Regions from separate parts of the Mus musculus genome. Here all the other regions are linked to region 6. Evidence: chromatin contacts called from public Hi-C, HiChIP or PLAC-seq, capture Hi-C and promoter capture Hi-C data. All regions are on one chromosome and are shown on one strand. The core of a region is the stretch at or near the end of the contact, and the rest is flanking DNA. Distances in the headings are between cores, read along the strand shown.

What was found. Promoter capture Hi-C pulls out the DNA fragments that hold promoters and counts their contacts. Hi-C and Micro-C count contacts between places; a contact is called where the count stands out from the background. HiChIP or PLAC-seq counts read pairs in DNA pulled down with a chosen protein or histone mark. Capture Hi-C pulls out chosen DNA fragments and counts their contacts.
Region 1: an H3K27ac HiChIP or PLAC-seq map of embryonic stem cells shows a contact between it and region 6, with 16 read pairs. The contact joins the enhancer-like site here to the promoter of Nf1 in region 6. A contact is called at or near these places in 3 of 39 promoter capture datasets (the 3T3-L1 cell line, embryonic stem cells and hematopoietic stem and progenitor cells), 1 of 15 datasets of contacts at CTCF or cohesin (the NIH/3T3 cell line), 3 of 484 Hi-C or Micro-C datasets (bone marrow-derived macrophages and embryonic stem cells), 20 of 115 datasets of contacts at active chromatin or transcription factors (T-cell acute lymphoblastic leukemia, bone marrow-derived macrophages, cardiomyocytes and 9 more) and 4 of 9 other capture datasets (adipose tissue, embryonic stem cells, liver and 1 more).
Region 2: a promoter capture Hi-C map of stem cell-derived epiblast-like cells shows a contact between it and region 6, with 3 times the contacts expected there. The contact joins the promoter of Rab11fip4os2 here to the promoter of Nf1 in region 6. A contact is called at or near these places in 4 of 39 promoter capture datasets (hippocampal neurons, liver, pre-B cells and 1 more) and 3 of 115 datasets of contacts at active chromatin or transcription factors (large pre-B cells, memory CD8 T cells and pancreatic cancer cells).
Region 3: a Hi-C map of olfactory sensory neurons shows a contact between it and region 6, with 5 times the contacts expected there. The contact joins the enhancer-like site here to the promoter of Nf1 in region 6. A contact is called at or near these places in 2 of 39 promoter capture datasets (hematopoietic stem and progenitor cells and pre-B cells), 6 of 484 Hi-C or Micro-C datasets (CD4 T cells, CD8 T cells, embryonic stem cells and 2 more) and 2 of 115 datasets of contacts at active chromatin or transcription factors (memory CD8 T cells and microglia).
Region 4: a contact with region 6 is called in a capture Hi-C map of embryonic stem cells, with 2.6 times the contacts expected there. The contact joins the promoter of Nos2 here to the promoter of Nf1 in region 6. A contact is called at or near these places in 4 of 39 promoter capture datasets (the SN4741 cell line, cranial neural crest, embryonic stem cells and 1 more), 6 of 115 datasets of contacts at active chromatin or transcription factors (bone marrow-derived macrophages, embryonic stem cells and large pre-B cells) and 4 of 9 other capture datasets (adipose tissue, embryonic stem cells, liver and 1 more).
Region 5: a contact with region 6 is called in an H3K4me3 HiChIP or PLAC-seq map of bone marrow-derived macrophages, with 5 times the contacts expected there. The contact joins the enhancer-like site here to the promoter of Nf1 in region 6. A contact is called at or near these places in 6 of 39 promoter capture datasets (the 3T3-L1 cell line, the C10 cell line, embryonic stem cells and 3 more), 3 of 15 datasets of contacts at CTCF or cohesin (the NIH/3T3 cell line and pro-B cells), 4 of 484 Hi-C or Micro-C datasets (cerebral cortex, embryonic stem cells and nephron progenitors), 27 of 115 datasets of contacts at active chromatin or transcription factors (the HPC-7 cell line, VIP interneurons, bone marrow-derived macrophages and 17 more) and 4 of 9 other capture datasets (adipose tissue, embryonic stem cells, liver and 1 more).
Region 7: a contact with region 6 is called in a FOXA1 HiChIP or PLAC-seq map of pancreatic cancer cells. The contact joins the enhancer-like site here to the promoter of Nf1 in region 6. A contact is called at or near these places in 2 of 39 promoter capture datasets (hippocampal neurons and neutrophils), 5 of 115 datasets of contacts at active chromatin or transcription factors (embryonic forebrain, embryonic hindbrain, embryonic stem cells and 2 more) and 1 of 9 other capture datasets (liver).

What each region holds. Positions count from the first base shown.
Region 1 is chr11:79,007,172-79,010,344 of GRCm38.p6, reverse strand. No RefSeq gene overlaps it. Among named protein-coding and RNA genes, the nearest start is that of Gm11201, 15 kb to the left of the region's middle. Within about 2 kb of position 1,749, at least 25 of the 459 cell types and tissues checked have an H3K27ac peak or open chromatin away from gene starts, as enhancers often do. A contact at or near this core is called in T-cell acute lymphoblastic leukemia and embryonic stem cells, where this site is marked.
Region 2 is chr11:79,673,617-79,676,564 of GRCm38.p6, reverse strand. It overlaps Rab11fip4os2 (RAB11 family interacting protein 4 (class II), opposite strand 2), which reads left to right and starts at 1,479. Exons shown (of 3, transcript NR_045898.2): 1 at 1,479-1,512; 2 at 2,086-2,232. All of the region lies in intron 3 of Rab11fip4 (RAB11 family interacting protein 4 (class II)), which reads right to left.
Region 3 is chr11:79,696,461-79,699,579 of GRCm38.p6, reverse strand. It overlaps a transcript of Rab11fip4 not described here. Among named protein-coding and RNA genes, the nearest start is that of Gm11205, 6.6 kb to the left of the region's middle. Within about 2 kb of position 1,284, at least 27 of the 459 cell types and tissues checked have an H3K27ac peak or open chromatin away from gene starts, as enhancers often do. A contact at or near this core is called in memory CD8 T cells and olfactory sensory neurons, where this site is marked.
Region 4 is chr11:78,919,106-78,922,130 of GRCm38.p6, reverse strand. It overlaps Nos2 (nitric oxide synthase 2, inducible), which reads right to left and starts at 1,344. Exons shown (of 27, transcript NM_010927.4): 1 at 1,136-1,344. RefSeq lists cis regulatory regions at 1,348-1,514, 2,123-2,142, enhancers at 1,517-1,537, 2,067-2,334, 2,630-2,642 and a promoter at 1,142-2,896.
Region 5 is chr11:79,029,795-79,032,788 of GRCm38.p6, reverse strand. The region is part of intron 10 of Ksr1 (kinase suppressor of ras 1); the gene reads left to right. It overlaps Gm11201 (predicted gene 11201), which reads right to left. Exons shown (of 6, transcript NR_045873.1): 4 at 2,056-2,142; 5 at 1,649-1,928; 6 at 1-346. Among named protein-coding and RNA genes, the nearest start is that of Gm11201, 7.7 kb to the right of the region's middle. Within about 2 kb of position 1,603, at least 118 of the 459 cell types and tissues checked have an H3K27ac peak or open chromatin away from gene starts, as enhancers often do. A contact at or near this core is called in the HPC-7 cell line, VIP interneurons, adipose tissue and 7 more, where this site is marked.
Region 6 is chr11:79,338,184-79,341,299 of GRCm38.p6, reverse strand. Nf1 (neurofibromin 1) reads right to left here and starts at 1,408. Exons shown (of 58, transcript NM_010897.2): 1 at 1,241-1,408. The coding sequence starts at 1,300.
Region 7 is chr11:78,885,400-78,888,599 of GRCm38.p6, reverse strand. No RefSeq gene overlaps it. Among named protein-coding and RNA genes, the nearest start is that of Nos2, 34 kb to the left of the region's middle. Within about 2 kb of position 1,414, at least 225 of the 459 cell types and tissues checked have an H3K27ac peak or open chromatin away from gene starts, as enhancers often do. A contact at or near this core is called in embryonic forebrain, pancreatic cancer cells and stem cell-derived neural progenitor cells, where this site is marked.

The DNA of each region.
Region 1 (3,173 bases), core at 500-2,999, 330 kb after region 6:
ATCAAAGGAATATATGTGCAGACATAGCTGCAAACTAGTAACGAGATTAAATCAGTCACCTAAACTCTCCAGGCAAAACCCTGGACCTACTGGCTTAACATGCAAATTCTACCTAAACATTTAAAGATCTGATGCCAATATCCCTTAAATGTTTATGAGAAATTGAAGAGTGGCGAGCACTTACTAACATGCAAAGCCAGGATCACATTGATACAAAGCCCATATTTTTAAAAGCCTAGAAGAACGCATCATGATAAACACTGATGTAAAAATCCTCAAAATCAGGACAGTGTCTGGTTTGGCTCAGCAGGTAAAGGTTTTGATTACGCAGTCCTGGTAACCTGAGTTTGATTGCCAGAACTCAGGTAGAAGCAGAAGCAGAGATCCGACTCCAAAGCATCGCCCTCTGACCTCCACACAGTGTGATGGATGAAGACGACCGATGAAGACAATGACGAAGAAGAATCCTCAACAAGATGCCAATGAAGTTTAGCATATTAAAAGATTATTTGCCAATCCCAAATTGAATTTGTTCCTGGAAAGCAAGGGTGGTTTGATGTAGGAGCCAGATGCTGAGATCATAGGTTTGTGCCACTATGTCTGGTTACTTCCCCTGAATTTTTTTTTTCTGTGTGTATGTGTGAGTATATGTGCATTTTCATGTGTGTGCAGGTACACATGTGTGAGCATGCAGAAGTCAACCTAGGGTGTTCTTTCTTATGAGATATCCATTTTGTTTTGTGAGACAAGATCTCTTGTTGGGACATGGGGTGCACACAGAAGCTGAGTTCTTAGCCTACAGCGCATGGGAGTGAAGAAGGATTCATCCTCATCTGAACTGGTGTTCATTCTGGTGCTGAGGGGAACAGGGACCCTAAGTGTCTTAGTTAGGGTTTTACTGCTGTGGACAGATACCATGACCAAGGCAACTCTTATAAGAACAACACTTAACTGGAACTGGCTTACAGGTTCAGAGGTTCAGTCCATTATCATCAAGGTGAGAACATGGCAGCATCCAGGCAGGCATGGTGCAGGAGGAGCTGAGAGTTCTACATCTTCATCTGAAGACAGCTAGAAGACTGGCTTCTGGGCAGGTAGGATGAGGGTCTTAAATCCCACACCCACAGTGACATACCTACTCCAACAGGGCCACACCTTCTAATAGTGCCACTCCCTGGGCCGAGCATATACAAACCATCACATTATGCCTACCTGGGTTGTAAGTGTGCACGCCAAATTCATGCAGTCGAGATAATGCAGCCAGCAGCAGATTAATGAGCTCTGGAGGAACCATGAGACAACCAGTGCCTCTAGGCATCTCTGTCTACTCGGTGGTGATGGCCAGGGAAGGCATTCATGCACCGAGGCATCGATTCTTCCACTCACCAGCTGCCTGAGTGTTCTCTGAGTCTTAGCTTTGTCGGTTACTCTACACTGGTGCTGGGAGCTGAACTTGAAATGTGAAATTTTCAATACAAATTTTCCTTGTGCCGAGAGCTGCTCAAAATGCAACCTGGCATCTGATCAATACTGGCTCCTTTCCTGGGGATGGCTACAGGGCAAACAGGGGAACTGTGTCCCATGAAACTGGGTAAAAGGAAGGAGGGACAGGACAGAAGGACAAACAGAAGACCACCAGCAATGTAGGCCAGTGACATGAAGGGGGCAGGTCAGATGAGGGCTACAAGCAGGGCGGATGTGACCTCAGTACAAACACCCTAGCATCTGCCATCTGCTATTGTTCCTCCCAACAGAGATAAGAGCCTCAGGGAAAGAAGGCTCAGTTAACCTTTCCCCACTGGGAGCATGTCCGCCCTGTTCTCGGGACTGAACAGTTTGCAGGTGTTTTACAGCTGGGGCTAGGGTTCACTTAGTAGAGTGCTTGCCTATCATGCATGAGGTTCCATCCTTAGTGCCAAACACACTGATGCATGTGGTGGTGCACCGCTGTAATCCCAGCACTCAGGAGGCAGAGGCAGAAGGATCAGGTATTCACTGAGACCAGCCTGGACTACAGGAGACGTTGCATGTATGTGTGAGTGTGTGTGTTTTATACTAAAAAGATACTTCTGCTGTTTAAATGGGCAGGTTAATGCTGTCTCCTTCCCCTCTGATTTCCCTGGCATTGTGTGTGCTTCTGATAGTGTTGAGGCCATGTGGGTATGAAGGGTGTGGCTAATGGAGAGTTCAGTGGGACATCAGTGTAATGGCGCAGGCTCCAGAATGTATTTGGCTCATGAAATAACAAACTAAAGATGGTGTAGGCTACTGTAAAGGGGCTGGAGCCCACATCATGGTGGAGCTGTCTGCCTGGCCCTGGCTTAGCAACATCCAACCTCTTTCAGATGAAAGGACAAACTCATGTAGTTTCCAAGTCTCTCTAGCTGGGCACTTTCTGTGAAAAGCTGTCAAACTCATTCCAAACCATGTAATGAACTTTGAGAAAATCACCTCCCGTCTCAGTACCTTAGTAGTATCCTCCAACAAACTAGAATGAGGCTGGAGTTTGCCTTAGTGGTAGAGCATTTACATCTGCTTCCTGAGTGCTGGGATTAAATGCCTGAGCCCCCTCTCCCTCCTAATTTGAGACAGGGTTCCATAGTAGCCCAGGCTAGCTACATTCCCCAAGTATTCAAGGCTGTCTTTGAACTCTTGAACTCCTCCTGATCTTCCTGCCTCTACCTCCCAAGTACCTGTTTTATAAGTATCTATCACTACTTGCACAAATATTCATTTCAGACACTTGGATTGCCAAGACTTTTCAGATGCTTATAAAGGCAGGCTGGGGCTGGTGAGATGGCTCAGTGGGTAAGAGCACCCGACTGCTCTTCTGAAGGTCAGGAGTTCAAATCCCAGCAACCACATGGTGGCTCACAACCATCGGTAACGAGATCTGACTCCCTCTTCTGGAGTGTCTGAGGACAGCTACAGTGTACTTACATATAATAAATGAATAAATAAATCTTAAAAAATAAATAAATAAAATAAAGGCAGGCTGGAGGGACTGGTGTGGCTAACCTTTTCTAAATTATGTGACTGTTGTGACTGTTTTATACAAACTCTTCTTGGGGGGAGTTGGAGGCTTGAAAGAGTCCTGACAGATCTGATATTTAACATACACCCCCCTACACACACACACACACACACACACACACACACACACACAAACACAC
Region 2 (2,948 bases), core at 230-2,729, 340 kb before region 6:
GACCAGGTTGTCTCACCTGCCATAGGTCCTTGGCTGGTCAGCTAGCAAGAGCCTGACAGATATATATGGTTGGGCCTGGGGAATAATTCCAAGGACAGGGATTACTGGAGACAGTACTGAGCCCAAGTCCCAGGAAATAGGACCCAGCTACATCCCCGGAGTGCCCCCACCTCCATGTTTCCACTTAGTCTTCTCATCTAGGGATGAACAAAGCCGGCTCTAACTGGAAGTGGTTGCCAGAAGGCACACAGGCTGCCCAGGCAGCCCCTCTTCAGCCTCTCTAAGAGCTGTGTTCCCCCGTCAGAAGGTCCCACGGTCACCCTTTCCTCTGTAAGAAGTTGGAAAGGGCTGAATTCAAGGGCTGCTGAAAAGACCCAGTATCAGTACACGTGCTGGGCTGTCCAAGCCTCAGAGAGGCTCACAAGGGCCCACTGTCCCCGCTGTGCAGGCAGGAGGTACAGCAGGACCCAAACCAAACAGCTTCATTTGGTATTTACCCTCATCCACCTAGGGGGGTGGGGGTGGCAGAGGGGGAATCTCAAGGTCACACACCCTAGGTTTCCTGGCAGCGAAACAAAGATGAACAGAGAACACAGGCGGTACAGAGTGGCTACGTATTTCCATTCCCTACAAGGGCAGAGAGGGTGAAGTGGTGGCCACAGGGAGGTCTACATCCTGACCCTCAGCAGCTAGCACTCCAGGAGCGCATGACTGAGCACGGCCTGAATCAAACTGCACTGCGCCACAGGACCTGGACGACCATCCAAGGAGCATCTAAGGCAGTGTTTCTCAGTCCTCCTGACGCTTAAAACCGTTTAAAACGCAGTTCCTCATGCTGTAGCAACCCCCAACCATAAGGTGATTTTGTTGCTACTTCAGAACTGTAATCTTGCTACTGTTATGGATCAAAATGCAAGCGTCTGTCATTTCTGATGGCCTTAGGTGGCCCCCGTGGAAGGGTCGTTTGGAAACCCAGGAGGTTGCGACCCACAGCTTGAGAACCACTCACTGACTCACTGATCTAAGAGTTTGTTGTGGCCGCTGTCCAGCGGCGTGACCGCTGGATGAGGTGTTTCATCTCTGAGCATCCTCGATGCATACACGTGACCAGGATTGTCAGAGGATCTAATTAAGGACAATGGCTCACTGTCTGAGGACACTGAAAACATGACAGAGAGATGGTGGGCGTTGGGGACATGATCTAGAGTGGGTTCCAGTCGCACTCCACTACATATGAGCACTGTGGCCTGTAGGTTACTGAACTACCCTACCCAGTGCCTCAGTTCCCTCACCTCCACAGCTGAGCTAACCATAACTGGAGTTCAGTGAACTGGCAACTGTTCTAAGTAATTGTTCTTAGAATGCATGGGAAGGGCTTCGTGAGCGATTACTGTCATTAGTAGGTTAAGGGACGGTCTCCAGGGCCACACCTGAGCATTCCGAATTCTATCCAAGCCCGGGGAGGCTTCCCTCTGACTGACCCCTCGGTGATACACTGGGGTGGACAGAGAGGTAGGCTGAGCTCTAGGAGGCCAAGTTAGGTTTTCCTCCCTGCACCAGGGTCCTCTCATGCCCACTGCCTTGGCAGGTCTGCCTGCACATTAGTCACAGCCTGTAATAAGTGTTAAGATGAGATGTTGCCTGGAGAAGGGAGTCCAGGAGGCCCTGAGGTGCGGGCTCATCCACCCCCAGCTCTGGCAACAGGCTCCACTCCGCAGGCGGTGACTTGGAGCCAAAGCGCAGCTCTGTGGGGACAGGGCTGGGTAAAAATAGCCTGGGCGGGCACATCTCAGCTTCCCTTGAAAACCAGGCACCCGTGGGTACACGTGGATCTCCCCACTGTAGGGAAGGGGCTGTAAGTGGGCACAGGCCAACAATGGAATCTCTTGTGTGTGTGGCCAGTCAATACCCTGGAGACATGGAACAGACCAGGGTCATGATGGGTTTTTCCTTTGGGTGGCAGGAACCTCCCCTCGAGGAGGGGCTCCAGGTCCCAACACCCCAAATTCAAAGAGGGTGGGCTAGGACTGCCTACAGTGACACACACCCTCATGACCCCCCCATACTTGGCTGTTTTTTTCACAGAGACATGACGACCATGGTGGCTGTGAAGCAATCCTGACAGTAACTGACTTCCCCTGGGGCTGCCAACCCTGCTATACACACACTGACCGGATGCTTGTCAGTGGCTGCCTGGTGCCAATCAAAGGTCAAAGGTGGGATCAAGTTAAGGTTAGCATCCAAGCAAAAGACCAGAACCTTGACCTACCTCCAAGTCCAAGGGAACCCACAGGAGAACTGGTCACTCTGCTATCTCCATTGCTCTGAGAGTAGCCTTAACCTGTGAGATCGAAGCTCTATGGCCCTGGGCTTCCTATTTTGGTGCAGGAGGCGAAGGTTTAGAAGGCAGGACAGACTACCATGTTTCTTCCCAGACCTACCCCACCTGCACCACGCCAAGAATGGCAGCCAGGGCAGGGTTTGGTCCCTGGGCTCCAAGTCTACTCCTGAACCCCCGATGAGTCTCACCTTAGGTCAAGACAACCCCTCAGCAGGAGCCCTCAGGTGACAATCTCTGTGCAGATATTCCAATGTTAACCTCAGTTGGAACTCAGTTGCAACTCGTCTGAGGACAGGGCCGGGGAGGGGGGAAGGGCGCCGCAGCAACAATAGATGCTTCCTCTTTGGTTTCAAGTCATGCCGGGATTTCTCAGGCCTCTAGTGCTATTTACACAGACCATGGGCACACAGACCTAGCCAACCACTGCCTGTGGAAGCCCACACAGCTTTTCATCCCAACTTCAACTGCCTCCCAGGTCCCACACCGGTCTTAACTCCCACCTGCTGACAGGAAATGGCAGAGATTAGGTGAAGATAGCACACTGTAGCTCCCAGAAAAACTTAGAAAGGAGACATCAAACAGCCCAGAGCAGAGCCGAGATCTGTTC
Region 3 (3,119 bases), core at 35-2,534, 360 kb before region 6:
AAGCCACCCTTGCAAAAGCACTTCAACTCTACCTGGCACTCAGTGGGCCCTAAGTACATGTGAGCCGGCGCAGCCTCTCCGTGTGCCCAGAGTCTGTGACTTCTGTGCCGTAGATAAAACTGCAAACCATGGACTGAAAAAAGATTTATCATGGGCTGGCGAGATAACTCAGTGGTTAGAACACTGGCCGTTCTTCCAGAGCACCTGTAGGCTTGGGTGTCTGCTGGCAGCCCTGGAACCAGGAGTAGGTGGTATGAACCCCACTGGAGTCTTCCAGTGTTCGGTACAAGGACTGGTTCAAAGCAGTATGATGTCCCACCAGCCCCGCATGGGCTGGAAAGGGCTATCAAGCAAGCTGGACTCAAGACAGAACAGAAAGACAGAGAAATAAGGGGACATGACAGGGAAAGGGGTCCCTTATCCCCAGATCTAGTCTGTATATTGTCTGCAAGAAACAAACACTGCTACTGAGAGATGAGATTGCAGCAGAGAAGTCCCTTGGTGATACAGCCTACCTGTGTGGTCTGTGAACTTTATCGAATGCCCCCTCTCCCTTGAACCCGAGCAACAGGCTCCATAAACCACCGCACCATTTCATTTGCAAAAGGAGAATTTTTTTTTTTTTTTTAAAGATTTATTTATTTATTATATGTAAGTACACTGTAGCTGTCTTCAAACACTCCAGAAGAGGGAGTCAGATCTTGTTACGGATGGTTGTGAGCCACCATGTGGTTGCTGGGATTTGAACTCTGGACCTTCGGAAGAGCAGTCGGGTGCTCTTACCCACTGAGCCATCTCACCAGCCCCAAAAGGAGAATTTTTAAGATGGGAAGTCCATTAACCAATTTATAAACATTTCTTTGTTGTTTGAAGCTGGATCACATTCCTTTAATCCCAGAACTATCAAGCCAGAGGCCAGCAGACCTCTGAGTCCAGCTTGGTCTACCTAGTGAGCTCCAGGCCAGTCAGAGATGCACATTGAGACCCTGTCTCAAAAAAAAAATTAAAAACTGTTAGTTTGCGAACAAGTCCCACTATATAGATCCTGCTGCCTGTGATCTCACATAGATCTACCTGCCTGTGCCTCCCAGGAACTGAGATTAAAGACCTGTGTTACTGTATCCAGCCTACCGTAATTTATAATTTATAAACACTGAATCTATTTGTTACATTCTTTGAGCATTACAACTTCACAAGCCACAAAACCACATATATAGCTACTGTTATGACACTCCACCTGAGTGGCGGTCCAGAGGCAGCAAACTCAAGCTCCAGGGGACTGGGTCAGGTTGCCATACTAACCACACGGGAGGACCTGGTGAGCATGTGGGTGGCAGGGGTGGGGCTGGAGGGGTACATTTCCAGTTGTGTTTACTCCCACGCCTTCCAGCACTGTAGTACAGGTGACAATTTCTTCAGTGGGGCTGGGGGTGTGTGAGTTGCAGCTTCTAAAGATAATGTACCTGTGAACTGAACATGACCGTATTTGGGTCCTGCCTTTCTCCCCTGCATCACCTCCATTCCCTCTCCCAGTCCCCCACAGAAGTTCACACAAGTCAGGCACAAAAAGCCAACTTTTTATTTACACTGTGGTCTGTACAATACAGTTCCTTGGAAGGTGCCCCCCACTGAAAGCCTGTTTCTGGAGAGAACAGAGTGGAAACAAACAGTTCAGGGCCTGGGCTGTACCCCATTCTCCCTTCCCTGGGGCCTAAAGTGGAAGCTCCTTCCCAAGCCCAAAGCTAAGGCCATCTGCAACCACTGGCTTCTGAGGCAAAGCCCCAGATGTAATCCCTGGAAAGGCAGAGCCTATCTGCCTATAGCTTCTTCCACCTGGACCCCAGAAGGCCCAGCCCCATGGGAGCTGAAGCTGGGAGGCAGCCGGCCGAGAGTCCTCAGCGCACTCTGTCCTGTGCAGGTCCTGACGTTGGTCTGGTGATTAATGGCACTCTGGTCTGAGCACCAGCAAACAAGGAAGGGCTGGACAGGTAGTGACAGCAGGCAGGGACAGTGGCAAGTGACTTCCTTCAGCACAAATCAGGGGAGACACGAGAGGCAATGGCCCTAAACCCAGATGTATTGCCAAGCACTGGAAACCACATGGCTGGGGCTTCCTCCAGAAGAGCCATGCACAGAGCTTTGTAGACCTGTCACCTCCCTGCTAGGGCCAGGGCCTCATTTTAAAGGAAATCTGTCTTTTATAAATACCTGAACCCACGAGGAAGAGGTTTGCGGGAGAGGCTGGTCTGCACAAAGCTACCCTTGTCTGGGATGCAGGGCTTCTAAACTAGCTGCAGGTACATGGGGATTAAGTGGTCCCTATGCTTAAGATTGTAACAAAATCCTGTACAAAAGTTACCAAGTCAACAGAGCTGGGGAGCTATGGGAAGTCGGCCTGGTGTGGGGTAAAGTGTTTGCCAGCTGGCCTCAGTTGAGCCATATGGCTGCACACGTGAGTACGCACAGGACTGGGGGAGATGGGGGAAGGGGACGTACAAAAGGGGGCAGTGGGTAACAGAGAATCCTGTGTGGTGGTAACAAGGTAAAAAGGCACGAGGACCCCAAACCATGCAGACAAGAAACAGTGCAGAACGGTAAAGAAGACAGTCCCAACACGAGACAGGGCCACCAGAAGTTAGGCCTGCAGGAGAGGTGGCCTGGGACTCTGTCCTCCATATGGTACCTCAGGAATGCACATCCCTACGATACAGTCACAATGGGAAGAGGAGGAGTCCACAAGGAAGGAACACCAAAGCTACCCAGCCCCTAGTGCACAGAGCGACAAGGCTGGTAACCTGACTATGCTTCCAGAAACAAAGCCTTTTCTGCAAGTGGCTTTTTTTCTTAGCAGAGCAGCTAAACGATGTCAGAGCCACAGAGCTAACGATGTCAGAGCCACAGAGCTAACGATGACAGAGCGACAGAGCCACAGAGCTGCCCCGCCCTGAAGGTGCTACCTCTACCCTTTCCTGATAAACCCATTGCAAGTACGTTCTGTCAGGGTCCAAGTCAGGACAGGGAGGTCCTTTCCAAGATCTGGCTGCTCTAACTGGAGGCCCCTCGTCAAGCGCATGCTAGTGATACCAGCCTGAGGAGCCACCAGAGGGAAGCGCTGGGCC
Region 4 (3,025 bases), core at 95-2,594, 420 kb after region 6:
ATGGAGACAGAGCCCAGCTAAGGCTAGCACAGAAGTGCTCTCTCTCCATGCTTGCACTCGGCAGTTTTATTTGGAGTTGAAATCTTGTGGGACAGACTCCAGTTCTACAAAGACACATAACAAACCAAACTTGGGATAACTTGGGATGCCACATAGCCACCTACCAAGGACAGCAAGCATCCACAAGCTTCCTTAGGACAATTCAGTTTCTCTTGGCAGGAGTTACTCCATGGCCTCCAGCAAGGTGGGCAGGAGCTGGGGTCACTAATACAGGAGTGTGTGCATCTGCCTGACCCTTCCTGCCACCTGCTGACCAGAGAGAGGGGCAAGCACTTGTCATTAGTACCCTTCCCTCTGGACCTGCACTTGGGGCTAGCACTCAAGTCCTGGCCACCTTTCCTTTGATTTGGGAGTCATCACGCATCCTGAGCCAAGGACACTAGGTCACATGTTCCTTCTTCTTCTTTGTTACTTGAGAAGAAGTCAATGATTTGTATAAAAGAGCATTAAACTCTCCAGAGTTGAGATTATATCCTTTACGAAAAAGACAAGAAATAGAAAGTGGAACTGCCCTGAGAGTATGTGGCTTCTCCTTGGCGAGTGCCCTCCCTGAGGAAAGATATACTTGGAAGATACGGGGGGGGGGGGTACAAGAACCCACCTAAGGGGAACAGTGAAACTCAGAGTCCCGATGAACTGGACCCTACCCTGAGTTTTTCTAGTTACTCATCTAAATCAAGTTAGTTAACTGAAACTCATTGCTTCACTCCTAAAATGGGATTAATAATAACCATCTTATCAGATCTGGGTGGGGCAGAGGGCACATCTCATAAAGATGAGTAAAGTAAGCTATATGTATTAACACCACCCCCCCCAGCCTATTCGGAGCTTTCTAGAAAGTTTATCCTTTGTAGTGTAATCACCACAGTAAACATTTGCAGAGAAGAAATCTGACCACACGCCCTGTTCAACTGGCAGACCCTTCTGTGGGTGTGCTTCTTACACCTTCCATATCAGCTTCAGTCCAGCCACAAAAAGAGGGGTGGGGTGGGGGGAGAAGGGAAAGCCTGGTTTTCTGGGCTTTCCCAAGCAGGAAGACACTCCTAAGAGCAGCTGTCCCCAACACAAGACTCACCTTGCAGTTGACTAGGCTACTCCGTGGAGTGAACAAGACCCAAGCGTGAGGAGCCTCAGAAGTGTCTCTAACAGCTCAGTCCCTTCACCAAGGTGGCTGAGAAGTTTCAAACCAGTGACACTGTGTCCCGTGGGGCCAGAGTCTCAGTCTTCAACTCCCTGTAAAGTTGTGACCCTGGCAGCAGCCATCAGGTATTTATACCCCTCCAGGCTCTGCAGAGCTATTTTGCATAACTGTTCCCAAAGGGAGAGTCCCCAGTTGGGTGTGCAAGTTAGCTCATTCATGATGGACACTCCTAGTCTGTGTGCTTGATTACATCACTCTGTGGTGTATCCTCATGCAAGGCCATCTCTTCCTGGTCGCCCGTCCAAGGCAGTGGCCCCTAGGCAGCACGTAGTCACTTCAAAACTGGGACTCACTAGGGAGGGAGGCTGGCTTTTCTTAGCTAAACCACATACCCTGGCTTGCAGCTGCTGAGGGATTTTGTTCTGGGCACGGAGCTCTCTGGCTTTCTGTCTGTTCTCTCAGTGAGGTTAGATGGTGCCAATATTCCAACACGCCCAGGACACATTCATCAGGAGGTTTTCTAGAAAGGATGGAAGGCAAGCTGTGGGCACAGATGCCGTCTGACCAGCATTTCCCCACTAGTAGTAAGTCAGCTTGGGCAGAATAGTGGATGGGCTGTGCTGAGTGAAGCCTTTTTATTTTTTTTCTCAGTGGCATTCTCTCTCTCTCTCTCTCTCTCCCTCTCTCTCTCTCTCTCTCTCTCTGTGTGTGTGTGTGTGTGTGTGTGTGTGTGTGTGGTGTGTGTGTGTTTGTATGTGTGGGTGACTTCTTATATATAGGATTATAATGTCCTACCTGGGTGTGGTGGCATAAGCCTTTAATCCCGGGATTCAGGAGACAGAGAAAGGCTGATCCCTGAGTTTGGGCTAGCCTGGTCTACAGAGTAAGTTCTAGGATAAGCCAGGAACACTACACAGAAAAACCCTGTTCTGAGAAACAAACAAAAACGAATAAATTATAATTTCTTACAATGCTTCCAATAAAGCATTCACACATGGCATGGAATTTTCCATTATGAAAGTGAAATATTGACAGTGTTAGGGGAAAAGGAACAAACAGAGAGAGGGAAAATCCCCCTAGCACATCCTGCCAGGGTCCACTCATCTTCGCATGGTCCCCAAAGTCAGCTCAGCCTCGTGTTTTGCCCTTGTCTGAGGTACACAGACTAAGTCACCCAAAAAGTGTGTGGCCTCAATAGTTGGGAGAACAAATAAATTGTTGATTGAATAAATGAATTACAAATCAAGTAATTGGGCTGGGGAGATGGCTCAGTTGGTAAAGTGCTTGCCTTGCATGTACAAGGACCTAAGTTCAAAAGCTGGGCATGGGTTGGTGAGATAAGGAATTTACACACACACACACACACACACACACACACACACACACACACACACACAAACACACACACACACACACACACCAGTCAATAGGTCAATGATAAAATGCTGGGTGTGGTGACACACACTTGCAATAAGTTCTGGGGAGGTAAAGACAGGAATATGCCTAGGGTTTGCTGGCCAGCCAGCCTAGCCTACTAGGCAGGTTCCAGGCTGGTGAGAGATGCTGGGTAACCTGGGAAACAAGAGCTGAGATTGTCTTCTAGCTCCTACATATACCTGCACACTCATGTGCACACATGCGCATGCACACTTGCACACACACACAGCTTATGGATTTCAGCATATCAAAGTCAACCTCCTTTTAGTCTTTATCCAGGCAACACCCCCCCCAAACCCAATACTTGGGAAAGACGGACCGTCTAATGGGGAGCGCAAAGTCTAGAAAAAAAGAAGGGATGATTAAAGTTCAGAGTGATGGAGGTGC
Region 5 (2,994 bases), core at 354-2,853, 310 kb after region 6:
GAGGATTCCGGGCCCTGGGGCAACCCTGGAGGAGCAGAGCTGAGCCCAGCTGCCCTCAGAAGCTATGCTCAGATCCCGGTTGCCCCGGAACTGCTGGAAGAGGCCAGGATTGCATTCCTGTCTTACCATTGGTTCTGGTCAGCCACACTGGGCTGCCCTGTCTCCAGGGTGCAGAGCAAGGCCCACTTACCTACATGGCACTTAGCTGTCACCTTGGCAAGAGATGTCAAACCTCAGTCCTGGGCTTATCTGGTCTTTAGTCCTAATGGGAAATGCTGCACAGTGATGTTCCTGTTTGTTGTAGCCCACAGGATCCAGATCAGTCCCATCACTGGTTCCTAGAATTCTAAGCCCAGAAAGACAAGAGTACCACCACACCCCTCAACCCTTCACCTGGCTAATGAGACCGACACTAACCCTATATACAGCCAGCAGCTGGCCAAGCAGCCTCTGGCCCATTGGGGACTTTGGGACTTCTCTTGGGGGTGGCAAGGGGTAGGACTCTTCCGTCCCTTGTTCTTGTGCCTTCCTTAATATGCATGTGGCTGGATTGCTCCTAACAGTGCAGTGAAGTTTGTGCCCTGCGTACCACCCCACCCTCTGGTTTAACACAGCCACAGCCCCTGGATTCACTTCCTTTCCTGTTGCTCTGCCTTTACTCTCTGAACAAGTTCTGTTTGCTAAACCATCTAGTTTGGGTTTTCCACAGAAGGGCCAGTTTGAAAAGCAAGGGACACACACACAAAAAAAAGTCTTTTTTATTATATTGATCGGACCCTTTCCACTAACACAGATGACCCATAAAGGAGATGGGTTTCCTTCATCCCTTATGCAGAAGTGTCACCTTCTCCATGATCATAGTGGACTCACAGACAGATCCCTAGGGAACTGAGAAGGCTTGAACCCCTCCCACCACCTACCTGTCCTGTGCTGTCCAGGATCCTCATAGCTGTCCTGCACAGGAAAGCCTGGGCAAGCTCATATATCTCCCTTGTTCAATAAGGCACTGAGGGGTTAACTGCCTCCTCAGTCCCCAGAGCCTTAGCATGGAGTAGAGCCGAGGTTGGACTCTCCTAGAGTTCCAACTTCTTGCAAGGCCAAGGCAGGAGAATGGGGCCCATGTGTTTGAAACCAGCCCAAGCAAGATAGCAAGCATCTCAAAAACATAAGCAAGTGGTATGTCATGGTTCTAAGTCTGGAATCACAGCACTTAGCCCGATCCAGAACTCAGGCAGTGAGGTTAAGCTGTTTCCGGGCGGGGCCAGACTGAAGGGAACGAGGCTTTTCTGCACACACCATTGAACCTTGTCAAAGCCACTGATCTCCCTACTCTACCTGAGCCTCCTGACTCAAGGACATCTTTCTAGAATAAACCTGGTCCGAGCTTTTCCCCCATGCGCACTGGCCAGGGCTGTGCGGCTAGGGAACCACCGAGCTGGTGTGCTGCCGCCCCATCTCTAGTGCAGCATCACCACTCGGGGCTATCCACGCCCCGACTCTCTCCTAATTTGGGTCTCTTTCCTGGATGGCTCCACCTTTTCTCACCAGAGCCCCTGGGGCAGAGCCGCCTAAGCCAATAACCAGTGCCTGCTCCCCCCAAGCCCACGCCCCCCCTCCTCCCGCGCTGCCTGTGCACTGTGTGACTCACCTCCTCTTCTGTTTAAAGCTGCCTACTTCATTCATCATAGACAGCAGTTTATCTTCCCAGGTGAGTCTTCTGCGTGGGTCCACTAACTGCCCCTTGCTGGGACCCTCTCCTTCCCGCCGGGTGCCTTCTCCCCACACGTTTGAGTCCACTGCAGCTAGGCAAGAGGTTGCGAAGTCCTGGAGGTGTGGACCTTCATGTGGGCAGTACCTTGCTGGATGGGACTCTGGAGTCTGTCCATCCTCCCTAGTCTTTTACAGGGAACTGGTTCAGGGTCACACTGCTGTGAAGTGATAAGAGACAGATAAGAAAGCAGAACTCACACATTTGCAGAATGAGGGAGAGGAACTGCTTGCTGATGGTGCCTGGTGAATAATGAACAAGGCAAAGCCAATTAGGGAGAGTCTTACAGGCATTGGCATCTGTCAGCTGGCTTTGCCTTTCCCAGCCTTAACACACAGCGCCCCCTGCTGGCCGTCACTGGAACTACCTTCTCACTGCAGAAAGTTTGAAGAAAAAAAACTTTCATTCAATAAGGCATGGATTGATTCCCTCCTACAAAAAAAAAAAATCTATTTTTGCACACCTGTGCATTTGGCCATACTTCTTCACCTTCTGTCTGTATAGGATCAATGCTTTTCTCCTCCCGCTGGAAATACAGTATTTCCACACAGTGGGCTTTAGCTGACTCTAATAGTCTTTTTTTTCCTCTGGTTTGCCAAGACTGGAAGACTCAGTATTTGGGTATTCCAGGCCTTTCTATCTCCCAGATCAGCTCCATTCAGGAACTGAGTTGGAGCATTTGGCAACCCTTATCCCTGTAACGCTACTTGGGTGTGATCGCCAGCTGTCACAGCTTGGGAGATCCGCCCCTTTTGTATGATCCCCTACCTCCCAAGAGCCTTCCTAGTTACCATCTCTAGGCTATGTATACTAGTGTTCCTCCCCAACCGAGGAGCCACAGTGCTTTTTCCTGAATGGCCTGTTTTGTCCTGAAGGTGGGCGTAGAGCCCCATATACCAGTTGTAACAGGGACAGGTAGGAACAGACTGCACAATGTACTCTTAGCTTCCAAGAGCAGGTGTGAGGCTTCCCAGACGTCCGCCCACACCCCCACTTCCTACACTTCATCTAAGGCATGTGTAGCTTCTGGAATGTTCTGAGCACGTGTGGACATGCTGGCCTGGTAGTCTAGAGGCCATTATAGCGGTAGCCGGAGAGGCTGGAGATGTTTCTGAGGCCCGTGGACTCCCAACACTGACCAGGATGTCAGGCACATGTGTGCGTGCCCCGTTAAGAAGGCCCACAGCTTCTGTCAGAGTTTGGTTCCGCGGGCTGAGAAGGAAGGT
Region 6 (3,116 bases), core at 159-2,658:
ATAAAAAAATGTCTGCTGGTCAAATTAAAGAAGAAACCCTTCCCCTACCTGTCAGCTCCCATAATCAGTTTTGTGATTAAACCCAATAAACAAAAGAGATTGGTTCAATTCTAAACAATTCTCTCATTAGAGGACACCCCCTGGCAGAACTGCAACAAAAAGCAACCATCCTTTAAACCAGCCCCAGCTATCTGTAGATAGCATCAAATTAAACTAGTTCTCATGGACAAAAGGCTATGTGTGGGTTGTCTACTCATCAGCCTTAGAATTTTATGTGTGGAAAACTCAGCGAATAAAAAGCAACCTTCCTAAACTACAAAACTTTTCCCTCCATCCCAAGTAGTCTCAATGAGGGTTCAAAGAGTCAAAAACAAGTCAAACAACAACAAACCATGGTCACAATTATTGGCCCTAGGACCACATCCTAGCTGTCTGTCTCTGCTGTCTAGTCTGTAGCTAGATTTTCCCTTTGCTTTCACCCTTCTCCCCTTACTCTTGGAGTCTCACTTAGGAAAGCCAAGATTCATTCTGGGGCTGCTGGCAAGCAGGGACTGGAGAGGGGGGTGTGATCATCAAGCAAGGAAGGGGGAGGGGAGTCATTTCAGAACTACGGTTTCCCCTGCAAACGCAAAAGGCAACCTTGTGTCATCCGGCTATCAAGGATGCTGGTGTGAACATCATCCAGGCAAGCTGACGCCCCGAGCAGAAAAGTAAGAAAACCTGTGCTTTCCCTACTCCTGCCCCCAAGGGGCAGCTACAGAAAATGGGGGTGGGGCAGGATATTATCTTGCTCCTACTGGGGATGCATACACAGACTGGGGGTTCCTTCGGTTATCCCCAGTTACGAGGATGGGGGGGAGGGGGTTAAGGGAAGAGGGAACCCCTATCTACCTCCTTCTAAAAGGGGAGAGTTAAGAGAGAACCATTAAATCCAGATGGAGTGGCCCTGAAAGCGCCCCCAGGTCACTCATCCCCGCACCAAGAGCAAGCGGAAGGGCTGGGATAAAGGGGATGGAGGGCTGGTCACGGGCAAGGCCCCACCCCCCCGGTTTAGGAGGGAAGGAGAGCCCCGGCTCACAGCCGAATCCCCGGGCAGTCCCCTAGCGTCGCCCCCCCACCCCAGCCCTTCCTCGGTCTGCGGAGCCCCCGGCAGCCCGAGAGGCAGCCGCTCCTTCCTCCCCTCACCCACCGCGTCCCCACCCCCACCCGCTCCCACCTCCTGCCCGCCGCGGCCCGTTACCTGCTCGTCGAAGCGGCTGACCACGGCCTGGACCCATTCCACCGGCCTGTGTGCGGCCATGTCCTCCCGGCGACCCGGGGGCGGTGGAGGGCCGGCGTCCGGGGCCCGCCTGAGGGCGGGCGGGCGGCCGGCGCGGAGGTGAGGGCAGCGGCGAGCCGAGCGGCTGAGGAGTGCGGGCAGCTAGCGTTCCCACGGGGGTGGGGACGGGGGCCCGCGCGGCCCGCCGGGAGGGGGACAGGGGAAGGGGGCGTTGGCGAGGAGACTGGGGGAGGGGTGGGGAGGGGAGCCCGGGGAGGGGAGGGCGCCTGTGGGTGGCTCTCCCCACTAGCGCCGTCTCCCCTCAGCCATCACAGTCCGAGACGCCGCCATGACACCCCACCGGAAGTGGGATCCTTTCCACGGCTCGGGGAGAGGGAGAGCGAGCGAGCTTGAGATTGAGAGCGCGGCTGGGAAAGGGGAGGGGGAAGCGAGAGGGAAGGGGCCTGCTGCGCATGCGCCCGCGGCCGGCCGGTTTCATTAATGAAAAAGCGAGTCCTCCTGGAGGTGACGTCACCTAACTCCTCCGGGCCCGGAGGCGCGCGTCCCTCGCTGCCGCGGGTCTCCCCACCTAAACTGGCGCGGGGCTCTGGCCAGAGAATCTGAGCCGACTCCGGTGCGTAGGCTGTCATTGCCACCGCCGCCTCGAACAGCCCTTCCCCCGCTGGCCTCCGGGCTTGGATCGCTCCCGGGGTTAGAAGTTAGGGTGTCCTGAGGCTAGGCTTTCTCTCCGACCGCTGATCTCTGTCGCTGATCTGTCCCGGAGGCTGGAGTCAGTCTCTCTCCGCTTTCTTCACTTAAAAATGTAAGGCACACACCGCCACGCAGTCGATGGGGCTTCTGAAGGCTGCTGAAAACGGGTAAAAAGAAGGCCAAGAGAGATTCCGTGATTTTTTTCTTTTTAATGTCGCTTAAATTCCAAAGCAAGGCCCAGTGGTGATCCAAGTTGGAGACTAGAATTCCCCAATCCGAAATTCCTCAACTAAACTGACGGACAACCAAGTTAATAAAACTTTTTGCACGGATGATAATTCAGATTGAAGACTAGTTCACCATACTGTAAAGACCTTTAAAAGGCCTAACATTTATGCATTTCAGCCTTTCGAACAAACCTTTCCAGTAGGACTCAGTAGCCTGACCTATCTGATGAACAGAGCACTGGAGGTTCCAGGATACATGCCCAAGGGCTGATAAGTACCAAAATGGTTTGACTCTAAGAACAAATCGAGAAGGATGGCTCTCCAGAAACAAGGGCCTTCCCAATGCCCAGAACCAGAGTTTGAAGGACTTGTGTGGAATTGGCTGTGCACACTTACAAAAGAGGATAAACCCAAAAGATAGTTTGCTCGGGGCTAGCCTGTTCTACTTGGGGATTTCCAGGCCAAGCAGAGCTACAGGGTGAAGCTCTCTACTCATCGGATGGGGAGGGAAAGGCGCTCTGACACTGGACTTTGAAATGAGTTTTCTTCAATGCACTTGAATTAAGTCAGTGTTAAAATGTGTTTAGAAGCAGGATGTGGAGATGCTCGCTTTCATTAGAGGCAAGCAAATCCTCCTGAGTCAACCACTGCTCCATAGTGTGGCCTTGTCTCAAAAACAAAAGTGTGGACGCGCACTCAGACAACAGCCTGCAGCCATCAACCATTAGCCACATAGGAAGATACCAACTGGGTGATAAGATGAAACAAAACCACAATTTTCATTTCACCACAGAAAATCCACAGAGCTAGTAGCCCACGGACAAAGTGGTATAGCTGTAAAAGAAGTCTCAAGTCTAGGTAGGTTAGTGATCTTCCAAGATGCAAATTAAGTTAATGTTTCATTCCACTGAAACAAAAGG
Region 7 (3,200 bases), core at 165-2,664, 450 kb after region 6:
TGTGTGCACATGTTTATATTAATGTGTGCTACATGTGTGCACCCACAGAGAGCACAAGAGGATGTTGGATCCCCTGGAGTTAGAGATACAGGTAGTTGTGAGTCACTCAACATGAGTGTTAGAAATTGAACTTGGGTTCTCTTCCTCTGGAATAGCAACTAAATACTCTTAACTACTAAGTTATCATCCCAGTAAATTTTAATTTTTTTTAATTTGAGAAGACTAGGAGATTAAGTTAGCCACATCAATCTGGTTATATGGATACACAGTGGCATTTCAGGTTATTCATTAGTACTCATATTTTATCTATTTTGTTTTGTTTTTAAGATTTATTTATTTATTTTATGCATATGAGCACACTGTTGCTGTCTTCAGACACACCAGAAGAGGGCATCTTATCCCATTACAGATGGTTGTGAACCACCATGTAGTTGCTGGGAATTGAACTCAAGACCTCTGGAAGACCTTAACCTCTGGAAGTCTGTGCTCTTAACCACTGAGCCACCTCTCCAGCCCCTTGTTTTGTTTTGTTTTGTTTTGTTTTTTTTTTTTTGAGACAGTTTCTCTGTACAGCCCTGGCTGTCCTAGAACTCACTTTGTAGACCAGGCTGGCCTTGAACTCAAAGATCCGCCTTCCTCTGCCTCCAAGCATACTGAGACTGTGGGTGTGCACGAGCACTGGCCAGCTAGTACTTGTGTTTTTTAAAAATGTTACTTATTTAATGTGTATTTGTGTGCACCATATATGTGCAGTGCCAGAGGAGGTCTAAAGACAATATTGGATCCCCTGGGACTGGAATAACAGGCAGTTGTGCACCACTAAGTGACTGCTGGGAACCAAACCTTGATCTTAATCCCTCAGCCATCTCTCCAGCTGCTAGTTCAAAAGAGATGGCTACATGGAGCTATGAACTAAATTCCTTGCCACTAAAGGAGGAAGAGAAAGGAAGGGGGAGGGGAAGGGAGGGGCGGCTAGGAGCAAGAGATCTGAGAGCAAGGTATCTGTTTTTAATTCTGCGCTCCTCCCTTGTGAACGGCAGGGTTTATTAATCCAAAGAGGCTGGAGGACCCCCCTGCAAATGCCCATCATGGTTGCTAGAAGGGTTGCTATGATACTCAGCCTTTGCATAGGCAATCACAGTACCAGCAGCTGCAAAAGAAAAGGCAGCCAGAGTGCCCCAGAAACACTCTGTCTTTGAATATAAAATCAAACATTGCAACTGGGCCAGCTTGTCTGCTGGTGAGGGTGGAAGAAAAGCCTAGGGCCGGGATGTTTGCCTCTGAGCCGGGATGACTCTTCCTAGAGTTGTCAGGCCTGGCTGGTTTCCACTACCCAGCAGGATTGTGCTGTGACAATGCCAAAACAAGCAGACTGGGAATTCCCTCCAGCTGAAGCCTCTGCTCAGGCACTGCGCTCCACACTGGTGTTTTCACTTTCTCTTTCTCCCCAGCATCACACGGGGTAATACAGCATTGTGCAAGCTGTAGCAGAAACAAGCTTCCCGGGGGGGGGGGGGGGGGGGGGGGGGGGGATTTTGGGTGTCTTGTATTATCTTCACAAAGCTCCTCTTTCTGGAAGTCCAGTTGAGGTACCGCCTGCCTCTGAACTGATGTTGAAAGGATCTGAGCCATGGGTTCAGGCCTGGTGTGGGTGATCAGTTAGAAGTGAGTGACCTCATTAGACTCCACAGGCTCATGTTTCCATGGTAAGGCCCAAACCAAACCACAGGCTGTCAATCAGGCCTCTGGGCAAGAGAGGCCACAAGAGAATCTGTGAGGCTGCCCACCCAGTGATGGAGCCCCTGCCCTCAATTCTGGCAAACTCCAGCTGCTCAGGTGACCCCAGTTAGAAGAGCAGGTGAGTGAGCCCCTGCCAGCTGAGCTGCCCCACTCCCTAGATTTGGGTCCCTAAGACTATTCTACTCTCCCCCTGATCCCATCCCACCTTACTGGCTTGCCCATGGCCACACCAGTCAGAAGAACAGACTCCAGCTGCTCAGGTGCAAGCCACACCCATCAGAAAAACAAAAACCACCCCCCTCTGCTGCACCAAAGGCCAAGCAAGTTACCAAAAGTCCAGCCCCAAACCTGGTCAGAGATTCCCTAGTGGTTCAGAGTTCAAATAAACTGCTAAGAATGCATGCCACGGAAACCAAAGAGGAATCAGAAATCAAGGAGCAAAGCACTCATCCAACAAGGACAAACTCAGAAATCAGCATCTAGACCTACAATCATCCCAAATCCAGATGCCTAACTGCCAGAGTAGGAACACAGCAGCCAGAGCAGTGCGACACCATCAGAGCCCAGCTATCCTATGACAGCCAGACCTGAATATTTCAATGCAGCTGGAGCGCGAGAAGATGACCTTAAAACCAACTTTACGAAGATAATAGAGGCCTTTAAAAAAGAAATGGGAAAAATAAAATCCCTTAAAGAAATCAAAGAAAAGACAAGCAAAAAAAAAAAAAAAAAAAAAAAATTGAAGAACCTGTGGTCTAATGTCCCAGTGACCTGCTGGGTGCCTGCTTGCTCCTCTGAAAGTGCTTCTGAAAGAGTGTGCGCCCCTCCTGCTCTGCCTGATTCTCAAACCCATGAAAGGTTTATATGTCATCATTTCTATTCTTGCCTTGAGTTCTAAGAAGCCCAGATCAAATCCCCCCTCCTCTCCGTTGCCCTCTCTTTCTGACAAGATCTTGCTATGCGGCTTGGCTGGCTTTAAACCACCAGTCACGAGGACCAGGAGCTGGTTTGTCAGTTAAAATGTTTGCTTCCCAAGCAAGTAGATCCAGAAATCTAAATGCATGCCCAGTGGGTGTGGTGACCCACCCATAATTCTGGCCTTGGTAGGCCAGAGACAGGATTCTCAAAACAAGCTGGCTGCTAGTGAGACTAGCCAGAGAAAGTTCTGGGTTTGATTGAAAGACCCTGCCTCAAAGAAACAAGATAGAAGCCATCTTTCCCTCAGTTTCATGGGCAAGCCATGGTTTAATGAAAACTTGGCATACCCTCTCCTCTAAAAGCTCTTTTGACTACTTACTGCCTTTCTCTCCATGTCTTCTTCCTTCCTTTGACCAAGCCAGCTCAGTCAGTCAACAGGTTCTCCAGGGCAGGAGTGAGGATTAAAAAGAAAAAAAGACAATTAGACAGCACTGTAGCCAGTTCTGAGGCTGAGGCGGGTTTATTTTTCCCCAGTCTGCTTT